Regions from separate parts of the Hordeum vulgare genome. Here regions 2 and 3 are each linked to region 1. Evidence: chromatin contacts called from public Hi-C data. All regions are on one chromosome and are shown on one strand. The core of a region is the stretch at or near the end of the contact, and the rest is flanking DNA. Distances in the headings are between cores, read along the strand shown. Region 1 has its middle 99 kb from the start of LOC123408827. Region 2 has its middle 140 kb from the start of LOC123413315. Region 3 has its middle 61 kb from the start of LOC123408114.

Region 1 (3,615 bases), core at 808-3,307:
GCCTCGCTCCCCTGTGCGTTCGCCCGATAACTCGCCGTATCGAGCGGCAAATAGGAGGCAAATAGGAGATTCCGGACTTGAGGGTAAGTAGTAGTATAGTACAGTGACGAGATGTGTGCGGCAGCAGGGCCGACCCTGGTGTATGATAGGCGAGGCGACGGCTTAGAGCCCACGCATGAAGGGGGGCCCTTATATAGTATATATATATATATATATATAGAATATAGCCCATCAAGAAAATAGGCAAAAAATACAGAAAAGAAGAAACCAGATGGCTAGGCCCATCAACGATCGATTGCCCAGTGTACAACGTCGTAGAATCATTTTCTTTCGTTTCTGGTCGCCTCGACGCCTCGTCTCGAGTGCCCTCGTCGAATCGTCCGCTTGTAGTAATAGTCCGGCCATACAACGTCACTTGGTGCCTCGTTCGGCTTGTCGCCATTGCGCGAGTCGGCGTCGTCGGCCGCCCGCAGTACGACCATCCATCCATCTGCAATATGACTAGGGCACGAGGCCGTCGCAGCCATCCGGCATCCGAAGCCAACGAGGGCACAAGGCCCGGCCATCCATCCATTCATCAAAATTCAGAAGAAGTAATCAACAGCAGAATTAACACGAGTACGTAGTCTATCCATCCATCTTTGTTTAGTAATTAGTATATACATATTAACTATTTAACTATTTATCCATGGATGTCTAGGGTTTCAATCATTCGATGTATAAATTACTAATTCTTTGTATCATGTTTTTGTTTTCATAATTTTAGCATATTAGCATGACATGTTGTCTAAGAAGAAGCAATTGACGGGTGCTGAAAAAAGAAGAAAAAGAAAAGAAGTGATCTGAAAATTCAACCGCTGAAGGTTTTTTTGAATAGATACTTTACATTTTCAAGCAATGTTGATGCGAGCAAAGAACAAGGGCAAGAAATTAATCCCGTGCATGAAAATATAGATGTTAAGGTCAATGAAGATGGTGCAAGCACACCGGAGCAAATAGATTTTGAAGATGATGCCGACAGTACAATGGAGAAAAATTGCAGCCTAAAACTACCGAAAAATTATTTGAGGTCAACTATGTTGCAAGATAGACTAAATGGCTTGACTATGTGCTGCATTGAAAAGGATATCTTGGACAATGTTGATCTTTATTTTGCCCTTAATGACTTTTGCATCAAGAAACGCCCGGAGATTTTTTTTTCTGAAGCACTAAATTATTATTATGGTCGATGGAGTCAGTCGAAATTTGATTCTTATTTGAGATAATCATGTCATTTTAGTTTCATTTTGCTATCTTTTTTTAGTATTATTATTGTCGATTGAGTAAGTTAAAATTTAATTATTATTATTATCGATGGAGTCAATCAATTATTATAGTTAAATTTTAAACTAAAAATATATGATCTTAGGATATAGGGGCCATGTCATTGAGTTTGCCTAGGCCTCCTGAGACACAGGGCCGGCCATGCGCGACAGTAAATTTTGGCATCCCCGGCTTTTCTTTCCGCGTTTGTTGATCTAGCAACTGCAGAAGAGAATGGGAAACGCTATTTAGCGTTACAGGCGTCGGTTAAATGCAAATTTTGCTAACCAGAGATTAGATCTGTGTTTTAGCTCGTGAACTTTTTTTCAAATTGATGATTTTTTTTTAAAATCGATGATTTTTTTAAATCAATGAACTTTTTTGCAAATTGGAGAACATAATTTAAAATTCGTGAACTTTTTTCAAAATCAGTAAACTATTTCCAAAAGCTCATGAACTTTATTTAATTTTTTTTTCGAATTCTGTGAAATTTCTGAAAATGCATAAACATATTTCCTTAATCGATGAACTTTTTTTATAGTTATTGAACTTTTTACGTAAATCTGGATTTTTTTTAAATATTCTATGACTTTGTTTTTGATTTTAAGGACCAATACATTTAACATGGGCCGTCCCACAAAAAGGAGCTCTGTAGGCACCGGTTTGCCTAAAGGCGCTTAAGGCGATGTCTAGGACCTCCTGAAGAGAATATATGTACGTATGGGTGCGACGTCCTGCTCAAACCCCTCAATCTAGAAAGTCGCCAGTGTAACGTGGGCCGTCCTAAATCATCAGGTCCACACACTACTATGGTTTCTGGAGTACATAGTCATCAACATCAGCACACCATACATCAATCCATTAAACCCTTGGGGAGTTGCGTTCAGTGATTTCCACACCCGACCCCTTAAATTCATCTCAAACATTGGACCCCTTAAACTCAATCGATTTATGATCGATCGTTTATGTTTGTGAGAGCATCTACATCCGGCCCCCTTACATCAATCGATTATGATCGATCGTTTATGTTTGTGAGAGCATCTACACCCGGACCCCTTAAATTCATCTCAAACGCGGGGCAAATAGTCTGGTCACTGACCGGTCACAAAAAAACGATTCAGACGATCCCTCAGATATGTCTTAAACGTTCGGGCTGACCGACATCCCTTATATCCAGCCTAAATATCGGACGGATATAGGGGATCCCGGGTGCGCCTCGGCTTGCCCGTCACGTCGGACCCGACATCCTGACCTATCACAAATTGCATCAAATCCATTCGCAGAATTGTCGGATCCCATTTTCTATTTTTCTTTCTCCAATTCCTTCGCGCGTCGTCCGCCTCGCAGCTCCGCCGCCGCGCACGCTACGTCATCTAGTAGCCTCTGCCATCCCCGCCGCTCGGTCACAGGGATCATCTTTCTCGACCTCTCGGCATAGGACGTCATCGCCGGCTCCAAAGACACCGCGGTACGTCCGACAACTCTCTGGTTGTGTCTTGCGTCGGATGCGTTCGACAGAATGTCTTACCTGATTTGTTGATCAATTTTTTTGGGATAACGATGGATTCTATGTTTCATCTGACGAGAAGTATGGACCAACGAAGCTTGATCAACTGATTCAAGATGAGTTTCAATTCATCTGATTCGAACGAAGAAGTAGACATGATGATGTTCATTAGCATGCAAGCGGAATGAACCGGGAAGTGGAGTACATTCTCAATTTTAAGAGCTCAATCAAAAGGAGAAGAGTTATCAAGTATTCGAAGCAAAGCTACTCAAAATGATTACTTTGATCCGGACCCAACTTTTCAGATGATACATTTTTTCGTCGTCGTTTTCGCATGCGAAAACCATTGTTTATGTGCATTGTGGAGGGAATGGACACACACGATGACTACTTCACGCTCACGAATGATACATTTGTTTTACATGCAACGTTTAGTATCAGATGATCTATGTACATGATTTTACGTGGATTTAAGAGTCAAAATATAAAGTATATGGATGCATAGAATGAAATGTGAAGGATCGTCCGAAAGCGTCTACAGACGTGATCGGACACGTCCGTGGTTCTATAGGAGTGGATTTGGCCGGTCTGGGTGTAAATGCTTTCGGAAACACAATTAGTGCGCACGAGAGAGAGGGAGAGAGAGGAGCAGAGGGTACGGCTTCTCTGTTTTAGAGAGAAGAAGAGCAGTGGATCGGTGCTGTTTCCCACAGGTATAATGGAGGTTGTTGGCCTGCACATTTCATCGACCCCGATCGACGACACGAGGGACCGGCCCCTCGATCGCAGGCTTGTGTGCTCCATGC
Region 2 (3,615 bases), core at 582-3,081, 460 kb after region 1:
CACTGCTCCAGTGACCACTAACTTATCGGATCACGGGCCAAATTAAACGAATCATACATACTCCCTGAGATTAACCGGCATAAGCAAGCGGGTCAAGGGGGAGAGTTAAAAGTTTTCTGTCTATAAGCACACATACAATGGTGTTCAGGTACGTGTTCAGGTGACTCAGAAGTGCCGATCTTAGAGCACTCTGCGGAGGTATGCATAAACCGTGGTTAGATGCCTGTTTTCAGGTCTGCTGATTGATCGATCACATGCATTCTTACATCGTGTGGAGTTTTCTAGTACTATTTCGTTTTGCGTGTACTTTGGGATCCGAACACTCTCTACTGTCTATTGACTCGATGCACCATCATCATTTTCTGGGGTGACAGGTGAGGTATCAGCCTAGCACACGTGAAAAGAGCAAACTGAAAGTGACCGACGCCCGAAACAAATTACAACGCGAAATTCCCAAGCATACGGCAGCGAGAAGACAAAGCGGTTGGAGTAGGGCAGCAGCATGTGCGATCGATGCCTCGTGCCCGGCGAGGCCAGTGCAAAGTCGTTCTCCTCCCATGTTCGATCGGAGCTTCAAGCGCGCGCGCGCGCGTGCATCCCAACACCATACGTGCGTGGAGCCTCCACATTTGGCGTCCTTTGACCACGGAAAGCTAGAAAAGAAGGTGACAGAGAAAAAGAATTAGCCCGTACATACGTGCAAAGGTATATAGTTTGGGGACTGCTAGGCATCCACGGATCGATTTGTAGTAATCATGCGACATTCAATTAGCCATCTGATATACTCGCTTGCACGGTTCGAACACCTCCGTCCATCTCATAAAATTCTGAAACAACGTTTCAGTCGCAGAAACAAGCATGATGTTACGCGTCCGTCGACCGATCTTTTTAAAAAATCGGTCGGGACGCTAACCACCAGATCTAGTGTTAAAAAGGGGCTGACGGGTCTTTTGCAACATTGATTATGTAGTAAAAAAAATTGCAACAGATAGCGTGTTGCAAAAATGTCCGTAGATTTTTTTTTACAATATAATTTGTTATAGAATATTTTCTACAACAAGAATCGTGTTGCGGAAGCATATGTAGATTTTTTTTTTAACATAGATTGTGTTACGGAATGTTTTTTACAACATCGATTGTGTTGCAAGCTATTTTTTGCAATAAAGTTCTTGTAGCAAAAAAATCGCAACAGAGATTTTATTACAATTATTTAATGCAATATAGCCGATGTTGCAAAAACTTGTGTAAGTTACCATAGTCATTCCTCGACGTGGTTTGCAACACCGTTATTATTGCAACATACGATAAACAGACACGTGATAAGCAAAGAAAAGAACGTAGGTGTGTAAGCACGTTTGAGGTCGCATGGACGATCCAACGGCTACGCAGGTGACAGAACTGCTCGTACAATCAGCCGATAGAGCATTAGCTTCTCCCATATAGTTTACAACTTTTCAACAAAAAATGTATATAATCCCGCTGTTTGTAAATATTTGTTGTTAGAAAAAACTAGACTACAAGTATTATTATACATAGGGTATTATTTACAATTTTTCGAGAATAAAAAAGGTATATAGTTTACAACTTTTCGCCGATCGATCAACCACTTGGTTTTCGATGGCAGTTTTTCCCTGATACACATGCCGTTGATATTTGCTTATGGTATGCTTTTGTCATTTTGCTACTACACGTCGAGAACAACGTCCGTCCCCGCGACGTTCTTGGCTCCATCCGGAAACGTCTATTTCTGGTTGTATACATGGAGCAGCTAGGTCCACGTAGAAACTGACTACTTGTATCGTGTGGTCCGTGGTGAGCGGTCGAGACGCTGGCGTGGCTACACAACGCGGACACGCAAAGTAGGTGGACACGGCCACGTCTGCACGCACATGCATACATACACATAATCGTATATGCAAATTAAACCTCTCACGGTGGGATCGCCGCCTCGCGAACCCTAGCTAGCTTTGCATGCATGCAGCATGCATGCATATGCACGTTGGTTCCGTTAACCAGCTACTCATGCATGCACGTGACCTCGGCGCGACAAAAGGCTGTATAGACCTGCTGAGCACGCTCGTCATATTATTACTGCAACACTTGGATAGGTGATGTACACTGTGCTGCCACGGATATCTTCGGCCAGTAATTATGCAACTCGCACCGTCGCACGTCAAGACGTCAAATGTGTGTACATGCAATGTTATACACACAGTATATGTGCATACCACGCGGGCGTACGCACGCTCCGTTTTTTAAAATCGGAGTGCAATGTTTAGGACCTGTTTGGATCCTCTCCGCTTCCAAATGCGGCTCCCGGAGCGGAGGGAGCGCCAGCGTAATTTTAAGGAGTTGGTAAAACCGGGCTCCTCCTTTCCTCTAGGACTGGAGCGGAGTTTTGAATGGAAGAGATCCCGAACATGCTCTTACTACGGCTTTGTTTTCTAGAAGAAGGTTATACGTTGCACGGCTGCACCATGGTGACTGTAGGGGAGCCCCAAGAGAGTTCGATCATCTACAATCGGATCTTTCGTACTCGTCTTAAACTTGTGAAGAGGTCGTCCGGTTACTGATCGATGATGAATTGTCGTCGGCATCGTCCGTACTGGCCCGCATCGATCTCACATATATTCATCACCATTCGTTCGCCGGATTAAACTCTAGCCACTTCATTTCACTCCCATCCGCTACTCCATCCCACCTCCGGCGATCTCCGGCCTTTTCGGGCATGACGGGAAGCAGGTCCGAGTTCTTTACCTTCAGATTCGTCGACCACGAGCTTATCCTACGCGGTCCTAAAAAGGAGATGGTCGTCCGACTTATGATCTGCCGCTGCCGGGAGTCGGCCGCCCGGCGCCATCGCTCGCGCTCAGACTAGCAACATCGGGTATCCATTGCGTCGGTACAACCGGTGCTTTGATCCAGCGTCATTGCCCCACTGGAGGCGGTGCGGTCCGTCTAGAGGTCGAACGTCGTGCCGGACGCGCAACCCCTCCGTTGGCACGCCGAGGACGCATTATGAGCGTCCGCAGACGCTAACATGGGGCGGCGTGCCCGCCGTTCGAGGCAACGGGCGCGGCAGGTGGCGGATGCCCTCGCGGTGGTGGACGTTGGAGAGGCGGAGTCACACACTCCAACGTCTCGTAAGGTGCACCACTGCGTGCGTTGCAACCGCGTCGTGCTGGACGTCATCTATTTTGAGGAAGGATCCGTCATCGACCTGACATCCACCGACACCTTTTGGGTTACAGGCTCCGACGAGGAAGAGTAGGGCATGGGAGACGGTGGGAGCTCGACTCCCGTGAGCCGACTAGTGTCTCATGTCCTACTCTACCTCGTCGGCGATCGGACCGACGCTACGAGAGGCGCAGCCAACCGCTAGACATGGGCACGACGGAGCCAGACGAGCTCCCCTTTATTAGATTTACAATGCATGTAATAATATGAATTTAAGGTTTTTAATTTAAGTTATCCGATTGTCGAATGTATAATTTAAGACGTGACCATTCAGTGTCCACGGATGCGTCCAAACACGTTTGCGGGCGTTTGAGATGTTGGATTTATCAAGTCTGACTCTATATGCTCTTATGGACAGGCTAGTTGTGTTTTACCAGG
Region 3 (3,615 bases), core at 375-2,874, 310 kb after region 1:
ATGTGAAATTCTTCGAGTTCCACAAGATATTCAATCAACTCCGAAAGAACTTTCCTCGCTTCTTCACGAGCGCCGTCTATTGGGCCTGTCATCACCCTTTCAAGATCCCGTCGTGTCTTACGGATACTCTGTTTAGGTTTCTTCCGTTACAGTATCTTTAAACTTTGCTTCCCGGTAACCATCTTGACTCAAACCTCTTCGGTTTTGCGTCACCATGGGCACGCGCAGAATGACATTCCGTATTAACCAACAAAGGTCTATGATCTGAGTGATTATATTGTAAATTTTCCAGGGCTGCTAAGGGGGAAAAGAATCGCCCATGCTTCATTCACCAATCCCCTATCAAGTCGTTATCGAATTTTTGCTCGATGCTCGATGAATTTATCACCTGGGTGTGTTTGATTTGAAAATCGAAAGTCATGGAATGTCATGGTTCCATTTTAAAGTCATGGTTGGTTTTATCCTTGTGTTCAGTTGATTCCATCCCGGTGTTTAGTTGGAGAGATGAAATATAAAAAAATCTGTCACTCACCTCTTCGATATAAATGGTGAGATTACATCTCTGAACAAATAGAGTTCTTTGCATTATAATTTAAATTTTCAGCAACACTTTATTTCAATTTTCAATACATGCAAATAAAAATATATGATCATGAGTACATACCAATATTTACGAAAAATAAACACAGAAATGAAAAAATAACCATGAAAAAATAATCACAAAAACGAAAAAATAACAACAACAAAAATAACCACGAAAACTTTTGTTCGGGTGCGAGGGTGAGCGCGGTGAGAATTGCTTGGTTATTTTCTTTTTCTTTGTTTTCATGGACGAATAACGAGTCGATTCCTTCAAATCGACGGAATCACTTGATGAAGCTTCTGGAGGAAATATTCCCTACATGTGGATGACCGAATTTCGGTTCCTAACCTAACTAAACACGAAAACGGCTACTAAGGATGGAACCAACCTGTTCGACTCCACGTCATCGTGAAACCAAAGGGTCCCTTTAACTCACAATCATCAATGACCAAGGTCCGAGTACTACTCTAGCTAGCTAGTGCTAGCAGAGGCACACGCAACACGCCGGCAACACGGACAGCAAGAAGCCAAAGCGGTGCGTCCGGTGAGCGACTGACCATGTGCGGTGCCTCCGGCGCCAAGCTGTTCTCCTCTCGTCGTGTTCGATCCATCAAAGCTCCATCCATGCGACACCCGCGCGTGCGTGCGTGGAGCCTCCACCATCGGCCGCTTTTGACCACCGCAAAGCTAGCCAGGTACAAAAGAAGGCGTCGATGGACACGAGAATAAATTACTCTCGGGCCCGGGCTTGCTTTACAACCTTTTTCCGTGTGCCGATCGATCTTTTACAGGGTAGTTTCTCGGATAAACATCCAGTAGCAGTGGCAAGGAAGGAAGCTGCAGTCCAAAGTCCAAACGCATTTATAGTACTGCTTTTGGAGTCTTGTTGCAGGCAAGAGAGGAACGAGTGTCCCGGCCCCTTCCTCGACGCTTTGGCTCCGTTCGGAACGTCCGCTTCGATCGTGTTGGATGGAACAGCTACGTCCACGTAGTACGAACGATACGGCAGTACAATACGAAAACGCTACTGTACTCCGTCGTGTGGTCCGGCGGCCGTCCTGGCGTGGCCACGCTGCGTATGTATGCAGACAAGTAGTAGACACGTACAAGCAAACCATGTGCGTCTACTGTGCCACGTGGTTGTCTACAAACAGTGACGGAGGCTGGAATTATTTTCAGGTATGGCGAAGTTTATAAAAGAGAATAACACATATAATATGATTATGAAAGGCTCACTAAAATAGATGTATATTACTCTCTCCATCCCGAATTACTTATCTTAAATTCGAAAAGATACAGATATATGTATACACATTTTAGTGTTATCTATATAGAAAAATTTGAGACAAGTAATTCGGGACGAAGGTAACACTTTATATTTAGTAAATATGGAAGACAGATAAAAAACTGAGCATTGGCACTCAAAATACCTCACTAGATATAAATTATATGGTTAATTATTCAACAGTTTACTAAATAAATTAATCCATTAGTGTTTCAACAATGCGAAGGCACTAGAACAATGTACTACATGATGAGGCAAATCTCTTCCGCTTAATTAATTAACTGAGTAATTCTTTTCTGCTCAATTAATCGATGAGAAAAATCCTTTACCCCCGTTAAAATAATGTACTACATGATTTAAACTAAAATCGAAGAATATAGATACTTATACGATGTGATCTAGTCTAATTTCAGTTAAAGTGACGCCGTCTGCTGATCATCCTCGCGGCTTTGCTGAGTCGCGTCGTCGTATACCGGTCAGAGCATCTCCTCACCGGTGAACTAGGGCCGCCACTTGCCACTACCGCCCTGGTGTTCGCCCGTGCCCGGTGCCCTCCCTGCTATTGCCTCCGCCATGCAGATCATAGTACACGTGCAGTCGGAAGGTTTAGGACGTAATCCATGGACAGATATGACATGCAGTTAAGCGGCTATGAACGCGTCCCATCAGCAGCTGCTAAGCCCAGCTCAAAACATAAATATTGTATCAAGCTGATACTGTACGTGCGATACTTAGTCGAGTTTAGGTATGACATGTGCCAAACCTTGCCACATAGCTGGCTTCGCCACTGTCTACAAAACTGTGTACTCCCTCAAAATAAATATCTCAAGTTTAATATAATTTTATATTAAAACTAATACAAAATTAAGATACTTATTTTGAGATAGAGAAAATATAAAAGCATCTCCGACATTAAGCGGACCAGTTCGCGAACTTAGATACGGAGCCCGGTCATTCAATACTATCCGCAATTGATTTAAATACGGTTCAACTAAACCAAACAAATTTATGCAAACACGGCTTATTTCATTAAAATTTAAACATAATTTACATAAAACGGTCAATGTTTCGATCGTTTAAATAAAAAATATAAAAACAATTTAAATCCTATACTAGACGACCACATCATACGTGTGGTCATCCTGCACTGCCGCACCGTCATCACTCTTCATGTCTTTATCGTCGGTGTTGTCCCTCAAACGGCTGAATGGCTCGAGAGGACCACCACAGCCATGTCCGCTCATGTGGACGAGATGCTTCGCCTACTTTTGTCCGGTGTTGAGGGCCATCGCGGTCAGAATAGACGATGCTCGCGAAGCTCTCACGGTAGCCTTGCACCTGCCAGCGTTGGCTGAGGAGTCGCTAAGCAACCAGTCGTCGACTGTCTTAGCGAGCTCGTCGTCAAGGCGGCGGCGACGAGCGACCTTCTCCGCGGTGGTAATGGAGCGGTGTGGAGGGCCACCGCGATCAGAGCGGACGACGCCCGCAAAGCTCCGATGTCAGGCTTGCACCTGTTGGGGGTGGCTGAGGAGTCGCTAAGCAATCACTCATCGCCGGTCTTGGCGAGCTCTCCATCAAGGCGGCGGCGAGCGACCTTCTCCGCGATGGTGATGGAACAGTGAGGGCCCATGTAGTGGCTAGTTCCGAGTCGTTGCAGATTTTATCCAGCGTCGCGTCGTACTTGGCGAACATGGAGCGGTGAGGGACGTTGCACCGTTCTTACCACGCCTGCTACCTCGCCACGTGC

Evidence for each region. Hi-C and Micro-C count contacts between places; a contact is called where the count stands out from the background.
Region 2: a contact with region 1 is called in a Hi-C map of leaf, with 5 times the contacts expected there. The contact joins two enhancer-like sites. A contact is called at or near these places in 3 of 6 Hi-C or Micro-C datasets (leaf and seedling).
Region 3: a Hi-C map of leaf shows a contact between it and region 1, with 4 times the contacts expected there. The contact joins two enhancer-like sites. A contact is called at or near these places in 2 of 6 Hi-C or Micro-C datasets (leaf and seedling).

What each region holds. Positions count from the first base shown.
Region 1 is chr7H:582,119,498-582,123,112 of MorexV3_pseudomolecules_assembly, reverse strand. No RefSeq gene overlaps it. Among protein-coding and RNA genes, the nearest start is that of LOC123408827, 99 kb to the left of the region's middle. Within about 2 kb of position 2,057, at least 2 of the 3 cell types and tissues checked have open chromatin away from gene starts, as enhancers often do. A contact at or near this core is called in leaf, where this site is marked.
Region 2 is chr7H:581,655,762-581,659,376 of MorexV3_pseudomolecules_assembly, reverse strand. No RefSeq gene overlaps it. Among protein-coding and RNA genes, the nearest start is that of LOC123413315, 140 kb to the right of the region's middle. Within about 2 kb of position 1,831, at least 3 of the 3 cell types and tissues checked have open chromatin away from gene starts, as enhancers often do. A contact at or near this core is called in leaf, where this site is marked.
Region 3 is chr7H:581,808,865-581,812,479 of MorexV3_pseudomolecules_assembly, reverse strand. No RefSeq gene overlaps it. Among protein-coding and RNA genes, the nearest start is that of LOC123408114, 61 kb to the left of the region's middle. Within about 2 kb of position 1,624, at least 3 of the 3 cell types and tissues checked have open chromatin away from gene starts, as enhancers often do. A contact at or near this core is called in leaf, where this site is marked.